2 separate regions of the Triticum aestivum genome follow, and region 2 is linked to region 1. A link is a contact called in public Hi-C data. All regions are on one chromosome and are shown on one strand. Each heading gives the region's core, a stretch centred on a gene start, on an enhancer-like site or on the middle of the called end of the contact. The rest is flanking DNA. Distances are from core to core; before and after follow the strand shown. Region 1 holds the start of LOC123079128 (protein SPA1-RELATED 3). Region 2 holds the start of LOC123079130 (ultraviolet-B receptor UVR8).

The links. Hi-C and Micro-C count contacts between places; a contact is called where the count stands out from the background.
Region 2: a Hi-C map of leaf shows a contact between it and region 1, with 4 times the contacts expected there. The contact joins the promoter of LOC123079130 here to the promoter of LOC123079128 in region 1. A contact is called at or near these places in 3 of 5 Hi-C or Micro-C datasets (all in leaf).

The regions. Positions count from the first base shown.
Region 1 is chr3D:394,875,641-394,878,749 of IWGSC CS RefSeq v2.1, reverse strand. It overlaps LOC123079128 (protein SPA1-RELATED 3), which reads left to right and starts at 1,480. Exons shown (of 7, transcript XR_006437864.1): 1 at 1,480-2,247; 2 at 2,331-2,488.
Region 2 is chr3D:395,274,905-395,278,013 of IWGSC CS RefSeq v2.1, reverse strand. LOC123079130 (ultraviolet-B receptor UVR8) reads left to right here and starts at 1,460. Exons shown (of 5, transcript XM_044501805.1): 1 at 1,460-2,191; 2 at 2,298-2,477. The coding sequence starts at 1,670. It overlaps LOC123079131 (CASP-like protein 3A1), which reads left to right. Exons shown (of 6, transcript XM_044501807.1): 6 at 1,189-1,604. The coding sequence ends at 1,404.

The DNA of each region.
Region 1 (3,109 bases), core at 231-2,730:
CCCTAGCTTTGCTAGGTGTAGTGTGCTCTTTGTAAAGGTTTTAGCTCGGTTTTCCTCAATTAACCGAGCATCGGTTTTTTTACCACTTTCTCTTAATGAATAATAGCAGCTCTCCTACTATCTTTAAAAAAAAATCATGATGCTCGCATTTATTTCTGAAATTATTTCAGGATTCTTGGTAATGCGTATTTAGTGAAAGGAGACGTTTACGTCGACGACGAGGTGACTAGGGTGACTTTGAAAATTTCAAGATAACATGCCGGCTCAGTCTTTCAGAGGAGCTCATAAGAAATTAAGAATAGGGAGTGCGTGTGTACAAAAAATCGAGTGTATGCGCGTGTACATGGCGCTTGTGTCTGTACCGGAAAAAAAATCGCAGAGTCAGTGCGGCCGTACCCGGCATGGCAAAGGCGAGCGAGGCAGCGACGCGGGACGAGCCCGACGAGCCTGCGAAAGGATGCGTGGCCCCTGCATGAGGCGCCTCGAGTCCCCCGCTGGACGCGCGGCCGCCGTCGCGCCACGTAGGCCCCGTAAAGCGCAGGCGGTCGCTGACTGGCGGAATGTATGACGTGGGCCCACCGACAGCGACCGGTCACCCAATAGAGTAGTTAGCTGCATTTACTTTTGTGCTAATCTCGCGCGGGGCCCGGATGTCATCGGCGGCGGACGACGTGGGCCAGCGGTGGCCGCAGTTTTCTACTACTACCGTTTCGGTTGTGGCTAGGCTACGCCGTGGTGGATGCAGATCAGATCATTCCTGGAACCGAATCAGTTGAGCGGAAGGAAAGGGTACCACGCCCATGGAACGGGAGGGAGGCACGTATATCCCTAATCCCTATCTTTTTGGTGGCGTGAGGCGGCCTCCGTTTCGTCTGTCTCTTTTTTGGTTAGGTTTGGTGTCTAGTGCAGGGGCACTGTACCACTAGGACTACTGTGGTGGCAGTTCGCGGGGAGCGCTGGTCGCTTGGCTGCCTTCAAGCCGAACTGATGGCCTGTTTGGTTTCATGGGTTAGAGTTAGTCTGGATTAATTTGGACTCAACTAACCAAAAATATCCAAACAGGAGGGTTAATTTGGGTTTGATGCATCTAACCCATCCAAAAAATTTAACCCACCTAAAAGATGCTTATTTGGGTTAGTTTTTCTTGGACCACTAAAAAATACATTTTTCTCTCGCTCTTCCCGCAGCAGATCCCTTCTTACTTCCTCGAAGGTTCTCGTCCTCTCCCACCCTCCCTCTCGCACCGTCCGTGAAGACACCTCGCCGTATCCATACTCCATCTAACCCCGCCATCCAAACACCTCTTTAGCTAGAGTTAGTTTATGATTAGTTCAGGGTTAGAATCTCTAACTCTAACCTCTACCTGAGACTCAGAGTATCCAAACAGGTCAATAACAGCGGGCGGGGTGTGCAGTTCGAGGGGCAAGGCAATGGGTTTCTGCGGCTGGGAGTCGGCTACCGGAGCGAGGGCGAAATAAAGCAGCAAAGGAGGAGAGGAGGACCCTCGCTCCATTTAAAGCGTGTTTGTGTGGCTCGCTGCTCGCCTCTCGCCCCCGCCCTCAAGCACAGTCACACGCTCGTCTCTGGTCGGCTCGCTGCCGCGGCTTGCCTCAGATCCTTATCTCCTCGCCGCTCTGGGGCCATTTGTTGCGCGGATGGGGTCCGGGGAGCAGCGGGTGCACCCGGAGGCGGCAGCGAACCGGACGTGATCCGGGCCATGGGGTAGAGCGCTGCGGGCAGTCGGGCATGGAGGTGTCCCGTGGCGGTGCTGCCGCGGCCGGCGGAGCGGCGCGGAGGGGGGAGGAGGAGGGAGGAGAGGTGAGCCTGCGGGAGTGGCTGGACCGGCCGGGCCGGGTCGTGGAGGCGCCCGAGTGCCTGCACGTGTTTCGCCAGGTGGCGGAGGCGGTGGCCGACGCGCACGCGCAGGGCGTGGCCGTCGGCAGCGCGCGCCCGTCCTGCTTCGTCGTGTCCCCGCCCTTCTCCCGCGTCGCCTTCATCGAGTCGGCCTCGGGCTCCGACGCCTCCGGCTCCGACGCCTCCGAGGACGCCGACCACGACGCCGAGCCTCCGCGCCGGGGTCACGGCGCGGGCCGAGGGGGGGAGGAGCGCGGCGAGAAGGGGTTCCCGCTCAAGAGCGTGCTGGCGATGGAGCTCAATTGGTACACTAGCCCCGAGGAGGCTGACGACAGCGGCGGCGGCGCTACCTTCGCCTCCGACGTGTATAGATTAGGGGTGCTCTTGTTCGAGGTGCGCTGCTTGACATGAATATTCTCTTAGTAGTGCTTTCCGGTGCGATTTCCGTTGCCAATGCTTTTCGCCTGTCGTCGCAGTTGTTTTGCAGCTTCGAAACGTTGGAGGAGAAGATGCGGGCAATGGCCAATCTGAGGTACCGCGTGTTGCCGCCGCAGTTGCTGCTCAAGTGGCCCAAGGAAGCATCCTTCTGCCAGTTGATGATGCACCCTGTACCGGACACCCGACCCAAGATGAGGTTCGTGTGTGTCATTTACATATATATGTGTGTAAAGTACCGCCGAAAACAGGGTTGATTGTTTCACATTGGGCACCACCAAGTAGTTTACTAGTAATAGTTACTCGTTGTCCTACATGTTGAGACATCACTTTTTTTCCTACTACATGATAAAATAGATGGGTTTATTCATATGTGAACTACCGAGTCTTGATGCTAATGACTAAAGCAAGAAAAACACCTGTCATATAATTGTCCCACTAAAGCAGAACACAGTAAGATTCATGATCCACTACCCTGGAGTTAGTCTCAGTACAACAAACCTTATTGAAGTTCCATCTTTAGAATGAGTGCACTTGCATGGACATGCCTTTTATGACGTTCTTTTGAAATTCAGTTCCTTCATGGCTATACTTATGTTTGCAGTTTAAAAACACTAGTCTGGCAGGTGACCTAACCTATGTGCCGGAATAGATCGACCCCCCTACTCGCCACCCAAACCAAACATTTTTTAAAGATCTATATGCTGGATATTACTCTAATTAATATCGGTACATGTACAGCGTTTATTGAATATGTGCTATCTATAACATTTGCCCATGAAATCGAACACAATCAACAGTGCCTCTTATGAAGGTCTTG
Region 2 (3,109 bases), core at 211-2,710, 400 kb before region 1:
AGTCAGAAAAACAAACGCAAAGAGAACAACAAACTAGCAAAAGAAGGAATGAAGCAGTAAAAAAGTTTCCTTGCTTGATTTAGATGGAATGTTTGTCACTAGCCATAAAAGACTACAGAAAATGAATCCTTTTTATAGCTTGCAGAGAAATTATTCTGTTTTTTGTGCATGTGAGTGTGCAATGTTGCAAAGTATTCCCATTCTGTCCTTTATCACTGTACACTGATATCACTTTATAAACATATCACTTTTTTGTGCATGTGAGTGTGCATTTTGTCACCTAGTCTTATGCATTCGAGAAATACACTGATATCACTTTATAAACATATTTTAGATAAGTATATTCTGCACTTTTATTAGAAATACGCATGAGCAAAATTGAGTATCATGTACATGCGCGGCGGTATAGGGATTCAGTTGTGCTAAATATAAAATAAAAGTCCATAAGGGGTGTTTGCTTTTTCGTCAAAATATTGTGAGTTAAACTCCAGAGTGGCAGCCAACTAGGTGAAGAGCAAAGGCAAATCATATTTGAGCAAACTAATGTTTGTACAGAATTTTTTTTTCTGAATTTTCTGTTACATAGTTGGTATGGCGTTTCTTGACTGGCCCTCGCAGGAGTTGATACATGGTAAATGCACATCTTGTTTTTTTTGGCATTGATATTTTTTTATCCGGCATTGTTTTCTCATGCTATCTATAAGATGAAGAATGATTTATAATAGTCATAGATTAAATCTTAGCAAGCAAACTACCAACTAATTCATTACCGAATCCTTAGTAGCACCATGCATATGATTATTTTCGCACTCCTCCCAATCAAAATTAATGCTGCTTAAAAGACGCATTTATCTGTTTCTTTTGAGCACTGATGCATTCACTATGCCATTTGACAAGTCACATTGAAGTGATTGAGGAAATCTGAAAGTTTACCACATAAAAATAGTCACCGAATCACTCCAGTGCCCCTACCAATGCAAGCTTTCTTTACGATGTTTGCCCTTAAGCTTTTGTTTGCTTCCAAACTTTGTTTCCCAGGCAGCGTGAGACTAAATCTGGGCAGTTGCGCCTTCAGTAGATCATGACCCTCTGTTAGCTTTGACAAATAACATCTGAACTTTTCGAACTCTGCTAGTGTCTGACATTTCAACGGAATTGAAGAATGATACGGCTGGTGCATCATGGCAGGTCTTTGCGTACGCGATGCTGAGCGCGGGGTCAGCGGCGGCGGCCGTCGCAAATTTGAACCGCACCGGCATCCGGCACACGGCGCTTCCCAACTTCTGCAAGCCCTTGCCACGTTTCTGCGACCTATCAGCAGCCTCCATCGCGTGCGCCTTTCTCAGCTGCGCCTTCCTTGCGGCATCCGCCGTAATCGATGTGATCTGGCTGTCAAATCTGTGAGAATATGAGATAGTACTAGATGGTGGCAAACTAGTACACTCCTTCGCAGGGAGTTCAAAACTTTCCAGGGTGCTGCGCCTTTAGGACGATGCGCCGAACCTGAACCTGTAAAGTGTCCTGAAGTCATGTGAGTTCGCTGCTTGTGCAAAGTGGAGCCCCCTCGGTGCAATGGATGGCATCACCTGGGATGTTGATTTGCAGTGTTGCGAGTTTGCGTTTTTGGAGTAGTGTCATGAGTTTTTTCTCCAGGATGCTCTGATCATATATGCAGAGTTTGCATTGGTTGCCGCTTCAGTTCAGTAAAAACATTGACAATTCCACGCGCCCCCAAAAAAGAAAGTTTACACTGACACTTGTCTACATTGACAGTAGTGAGTACACGTGGACACTTGTCTACATCGCACTCCCAATCAGCAAATACCCCTACCTGTTCCTAAATTCCAACCACTTAATGACGCTTATCATCATGGTAGCAGCAGCCATATCTGTATGTGCAGTGACGCAGTATCAGAGGATAAGCTCCGGAGAAAAAGCGAAGACGACACGCTCGCACGCACGCAACTCACTCTGCCGTTTCGATTCATTCACTCGAGTGAGTCGACTCCTTTATCGTCTTCCCCTCCTCTCCACGAGCTTCCTTTTCAACCGCCACATTGCTCTCGCGGGTGATTCTTCTTCCACTTGTACTCTACCTCCCGCTCCTCACCCGCCGTCTCCACTCCACCGCAAATGCCGCCCAAGGTGTCCGCCGTCGCCGCCGGCGAGGCCCACACGCTCGCACTCACCAGTAAGTAAATTGCCCCCCGCCTGGCCACTTTAGTCAGTCACGCGGATGCTTCCGGGCATGGCCGGAATTAGGGATCTGAGAGGTGGTTTTTGTTCGTGGCTTGCAGGTAACGGGGAGCTGTACTCATGGGGGCGGGGCACGTTCGGCCGCCTTGGCACCGGTCGCGAGGCGGACGTGCACGTGCCCACCGCTGTCGTGCCCGCCGTCGCTGCTCCTGCTGCGGGGAGGCAGCGGCCCAGGTTCACCGCTGTCGCCGCCGGCGCGTACCACAGCCTCGCGCTCGACGGTTCGTGCTCTATGCCTCCATCTCGTCCGCTTTTTCTGCTACTGTACTTCTCTCCGTGGTAGTAAAAGCGAAACTAGAATGTTGTACAGCAATTCGGGTTGGGAAAATACTGTCTGAAGTACTTGCGGCATTCTGAATTTATGATGTCTGTGCGGCTTGTGGAGAGTGGTAGATGCACTAGCCTGAAAACTGGAATTGATCTTACAGTGGCTCCAAACGTGAGACTGCCTTATTCCATTTTAAGGTTGCCGCTAACCTGGCAGTTTTATTTGCTGGTGATGCAGTTTGTAAGTTAAAATGATGCCCAGGGTCCAGGCCATGTGTGATTTCTCTTCATTTCACAAGCTTTTGAGCTTTCATACGATGCGTGTGGTCTGTAGTCTGGACCTGACCATGCTTTACTTTTTTTTAGGGAACTGACCATGCTTTACTGACTGAACTGATACAGTGAGAGTATCCAGTACACAAAACATTCCTTGTTCCTCTATGCTCTCGGTGCATGAGAAATAAGTTTATTACTTTATTTTATTTGTTGTGCCTATTTAGTGGTTTACTGGTCTTATCCGTAAATGATTTCTTAGCCTCAACAGTAGCAGCAAAACACACTTCCAAATATAGTATGATGAAGGTTG